Linked DNA regions of Triticum aestivum: region 1 is linked to region 2. The links are chromatin contacts, called in public Hi-C maps. All regions are on one chromosome and are shown on one strand. The core of a region is the stretch at or near the end of the contact, and the rest is flanking DNA. Distances in the headings are between cores, read along the strand shown.

Region 1 (2,700 bases), core at 74-2,573, 140 kb before region 2:
TCAATAAAAGCAATCCAAGATAAAATGGCATAATATAGCAAACTATTCGACCTCCGCTTCCTGAACACTAAGATAGGTGATAACAGCTGCATTCAGAGACGGCATAGCAATCAAGAAAATCGTGCAAGGACAATGCTACCAATACAGATTTATCCAAAACGCACATAACAGCAAAGATTAAAACAGGTAGGCAGTATGGAACCAAGGTGGGTTAAACTAAACAGCAATAATTTATACAAAAATTGTTTAAGCACACCGAGTTCTTTACACTTGTCGAACTGAAATGGCCAATTAGGGGTAATGAACAGTCAGATGGGCAAGAATAAACTTGAGAATGTGAGGCTAATTATGTACCTATGTATAATTGGAAAAGAAATAACAGATGAGGACCTGAATGGGGATCCGGAACAAAGCTACAGCCCGACCACGGATACTGTGGATCAATGCTGTTTTCGTCGCATGGCAGCGAAATCTACGAGATGGAGAAGCTGGAAAGAATGTATCAAGAATCCACAGATGGAGAGGTGCGTACTTATAGAACTCTACCAACATGGCACCTTTCCGGCTTGGATTTACTACTTGCCAGTCACAATCAAACAGCAAACTACATCCTTAAAATAAGGCGAAGGAAACATTGCGGAGGCTTCTAGGGATCAAAGTCTCGATTTCCTCTGACTTTTGATCAGCAAAGCAATAAAGCCGGCGAGCTCGCTAATCCAGGCTTATAAAAGGTTGCAGAAATCGAGGTGGCTAATCCGCGAAAATCCATCGGAAAAGCCGAACAATCGGGGCACAATCGAGAGGAAGCCCGAAACTTGAGCAACAAATCGGGCAAAGAAGTTTGCTGGGAAATGCAAACAGACCCGGTGGTGCTCAATCCCGAGCAAAAAAACAATTATCTGCAAGATAACGTAAAGGAAACCTTGCGACTCACCCAGCGCGAGCACGCGCGGACCTCGACCCACCCGGAGCCGGAGACGAGACGCGGCTAGGGTTGTCGCTGAAGAGGGAGGGACGCCTGTGGCCACCGCGCACCGGACCGAGGCGGAGACCTTGAGCTTGAGGTGGCGAGGAGGAAGAAAGCTATAGGGGGCGTGGCGCGCGCGTGCAGGGGAAGGGTGGCTATATCCGGCCGGCCGACTTTATTAGGCCGGCGCCGATGGCTGTGGCTTGCCGACACGCGAGGTGCCCGGCGGATACGGGAGATTTTTCTTCCCCCCTCGTCTTGGGGCGCGGGCGGGGGCGCGCGTTGGCCGGAGGGACGGACACGAAAGGACCGCCTGGGACGGCACGGAGGGGCCGGCGCTTTTTTTAACGTCGACAAAAAGAGGTTCCTTCCTTCCTCGGCTCGAGGGCGGGGAGAGAATCGTTCGCAACGGAATAGGCCACGAGTTTCGTCGCCGTCGTTTTCGCTTTCGTGTTCCGGCGGGGTACTCCCATCCTCATGTGCGTGCGTCACGAGCGAGCGTCCACGTCCCCGCCGTGGTCCGTCCTTGATCGCGAGTTGAGCCGGTTTTCCGGGGTCCCCGGCCGAGGGGATATGTGTCCGGGAGTCCTGTAGGCTGTATCGTGTCTTTGTCGTCGGATCGCATCGCATGGCTCCGTGGCCAGCGGCGTATCCATCCTAGTACATAATTTGACGTGTAGTACATGCCTACAAGGCACGGCGCTGCACCGAGCTTTCAAGTTCCACAACTGGCTTATCTCCGTGCAAGTGCAGTGCAACCGTAACGATCCGATCACGTTTGGATGGACTGCGGGTGGCCATGAGCAGCCACCATCTCTCGGCTTGCATGCACACATCTTCACAAGGACATGCACTGCTCTTCCATGAATTTTACTTAGAACCCACCTCCCTGCTTGCTTAATGTTACTTAGGTAAAACATTCCGGTGCTACGCTCGTGAGCGGTAACCCCATATCAGGAACTTGGAGATTTTTCCCATCGAGAAAAGGAACTTGGAATTTTATCTGGTAAACTCGTTGTCTAGTTTTGGCACTACGTGGAGCAAATATACCGCCTTCTTCCACTATTTCACCATCACCATGAGCCGATGAGCCGCTGGTCGCTTTCCACTTGCCGGTGTCTGCCGTCATCCGGATGATGACAAGTGATAATCCTTTGGTTGCATCTATTACAGCTGTGGCGTGTGGGTCGTAATACTCCACATCCGCATGCAAAAACAATCACACACTACCCCGTCCTACCATGTCAGCTCCTGCGTGGCTGTTCGATCCGAATGCACCCATCAGAATTCATTTCGCGCATGCCAGCCTTTGTTACGGTTTTCTTAGACTAGCCACAATGAGTAGTAATATAGACTAGTAATATGTGCATGTTACTAGTAAGACCAGCCATAATGGGTAGTAATATAAAGTAGTAACATGTCCATGTTACTACTCTATGTTACTACCTCTATAGTGGGGAGTAACATGCAACACTTCATTTATTATGCTATAAACTCATCTTGCCTTGATATGTGTGATGTTACTCATATTAGTAGTAACTAGCTATGTTACTACATGCATCTCTTTCTTCATTTATTGCTTGCCACATCATCTATTTTATCTAGATATGTGTGATGTTACTACTTATGTTACTCCCATTGTGGGTAGTCTAACTAGCTATGTTACCACTTTCCTCCATTTCTTCATTTATTGCTTGCCACATCATCTATTTTATCTAGATATGTGTGATGTT
Region 2 (2,700 bases), core at 164-2,663:
TGCATGCCTCTCGGGGCTGGAGGCCTCAACAATAATCTATCGTAAACCCCGTAACCCTGCCGTAACAGCAGCGTTATGCTACTACCAAACCAAATCACTCTAGTAGCAGTACTGTTGTAGCAGCAGGAGTACGTAGTACCAGGCTGATGCCAACTTGTCCGTGGTTTGGTTCCTGCTGTCCGGCCCAGATCTGGATCGCATTATGCAAGCTGCTAAGCCAGTCTTCTGCACAAGCATGGAGCTTGCAGAAGCCGCAATGGCCCGGCGTGATGATGAGATGCGACTGCACAGGCGATCTCGGCTCTACTGACGATCCGGAAACGAAACGTTATCTCCATCCCCCATGTGTTGATTCCTTCTCCGCCATGAGTGATTAGCGTGACATGCATGTGCGAGCCTCTGGCCTCCTTTCAGATCGCCACTCCATCGATTAGCTAAGCTAGTATCCCAGACGGAAAAGCAGAGAGAGAGAGAGAGAGCATCTGCCCGCCTACGAGGCCAGCCACGAGCTAGCTATTGTTACGAGTAGGAGTACTACTCCACTCCAGTAAATACAGTAGCAGCTAGTACTTTTTTTTTTTGAGAATGTGCGTGTCGATCGCCGGAATCTAGAACAGTGCTAGCCCTTGGATTTTACTGAGAAGGCTCCGTGGAGCGGAGGGGTGGCGTCCTCGATGCGCTCCGGCGACCCACGTGACTCGATTTAGCGAGACGGAGTTCGTAATTGGATCGAGATGCGAGGTCATGTGTGCGCGCGTGCCGTGCGTGGGTGAGGCAAAGCGCGGGAGTTCAGAATTAGTGTGAGCGAGGGAGGGGTTCAGTTCAGTGGGACAGAATCTTTGACCATCAATGCCGTGCCCTTGCCCTTGCACGACGAGGGTTTTACTTAGTACTGTATTTCACTTAATTGAGCAAGCGGTTCTTATCTAAAACAGGGCCAAAGCACCGTACAGCAGCGGGCGCCGAATGTGATTGCGGTAAAATCTTTCGGCGATCTCTGCTCAGCAAAGACGGCCATGATGGAGGAGCATCGGCTAATTATCACGCCAGATTCGCCACGGATCACAGATTTAACGCGTGTAGAGGTAGTACTATGCAGGGCTGCAGAGCGAGTAAATATTACTGTCACCGTCGCGCACAGAAATGGGAGTGAGACGCAATGATGTTACTGCCGCTGCACCGAAACTTACCTACCTCGTGTCCTCTCCTCTCCGTCGTTCCACGGTAAAACGAAACGCGTTCTGCCAATTTACCACGGCGGTAACAAATCGCCGGCCCTTCTCCATCTCTCTCTCTCTCTCTCGCCGACCCATACACAGGCGATCGGATCGACCCATACACAGGCGACCGGATCGGCACTGCTCCTTCGCGATTCCATGGCCCCTCCCCGAGTCCTCGTCTCCGGCAGCCCCGAGACATCTTTCCGGTGATGTGAGCGAAGAGCAAGCGCCTTTTCGCTCACCCTGCTGTACCGAATGAGCAGTGCATTGCATCTGCTTTAACCCATCGCCACTGCCAGTGTCAGTGCCTGCTCATGCTCAATAATAAACGTACCTCCGCGCAGCTCCTCCACGTGCCCGTGCCGTGCCACGCTCGCGTCGCGCGCGCGCGCAGCTCAGTGTTGTTCAGTGCTCGCCCCCGCCTCTCGCGTCGTAGCTAGCTCACGCGCCCACGCCACCTTTGCTTGCTCCCGCGCGCTTGTTTGGGCACTAACTTGGCGGCGTCGGGGGCGGGCAATGCCGTCGCGGGCGAGGGCGTAGCGCAGGATGGGGTGCCGGAGCTCGCGGCTGGACGCGGCGGACGTGTCCCCCGTGGCCGCGCTCTGCCGGGAGCGCCGCGACCTGATGCTCGCGGCGGGGGACCGCCGCGCCGCGCTCGCGGCCGCGCACGCCGCATACTTCCGCGCGCTCCCGCGGGTGGCCGACGCGCTCGCGCGGTTCGCGCACGAGCACCACGCCGCCTCGCCGCCCGGGTCGCCCGTGCTCACGCTGCCCCCCTCCGACCACGACGAGCCCAAGAAGCCCAGCGCCTCCAGCTCCACCCCGCACACCGACTCCGGCCATTCCCACCTCCACTTCCACTCCGACGCCTCCGACTCTGATCCCGACTCCGCCGACGACTGCGCTTGCGATGCCCCCGGGCACGGACACGACGCCCGCGGCGGTGTCAGTGGCCGCGGCGAGATCCCGCCGCCGAATGGAGTGCCCCAACAGCGTCACATCCCAGAGCCTGCAGCGGCCAGGCCGGCCATGCCATGGCAGGGCAGGCCCGCCATGCCGTGGGGCGGCAGGCCAGAGATGCCGTGGGGCGGCATGCCTCAAATGCCGTGGGACGGCAGGCCCGAGATGCCATGGGCGCAGGCCTCCTACGACGCCTATCCTTCTTCATTCCCAATCCCAGAAGTCGCAATCCCCAATGCCTACTACATGAAGGCCAGTTCGGCGGCGGCGAACACGGTGTACCAAGAACCATACGGCTACAGCAACTTCGCCACCAATGTGCCTTCTTACATGGGGTACGAATACGGGTACAACAACCCAATGTACGGCGTGCCGGAGGGGGGCCAGCCGGCGGAGCATCGTGGCCGGGAGGCGGCGGCTCCGGCTCCGGCGCCGCCGCCACCTATGCCGATGCCGGAAGCGTCGCCGTGGGATTTCTTCAACCCGTTCGACTCCTACAACCAGGACCTTCCCCACTACA

Evidence for each region. Hi-C and Micro-C count contacts between places; a contact is called where the count stands out from the background.
Region 1: a contact with region 2 is called in a Hi-C map of leaf, with 6 times the contacts expected there. The contact joins the promoter of LOC123182089 here to the promoter of LOC123182088 in region 2. A contact is called at or near these places in 5 of 5 Hi-C or Micro-C datasets (leaf, root and an unstated tissue) and 1 of 1 datasets of contacts at active chromatin or transcription factors (leaf).

The regions. Positions count from the first base shown.
Region 1 is chr1D:363,292,793-363,295,492 of IWGSC CS RefSeq v2.1, reverse strand. It overlaps LOC123182089 (F-box protein SKP2A), which reads right to left and starts at 1,323. Exons shown (of 5, transcript XM_044594550.1): 1 at 935-1,323.
Region 2 is chr1D:363,148,045-363,150,744 of IWGSC CS RefSeq v2.1, reverse strand. LOC123182088 (protein ALTERED PHOSPHATE STARVATION RESPONSE 1) reads left to right here and starts at 1,413. Exons shown (of 4, transcript XM_044594549.1): 1 at 1,413-2,700. The coding sequence starts at 1,767.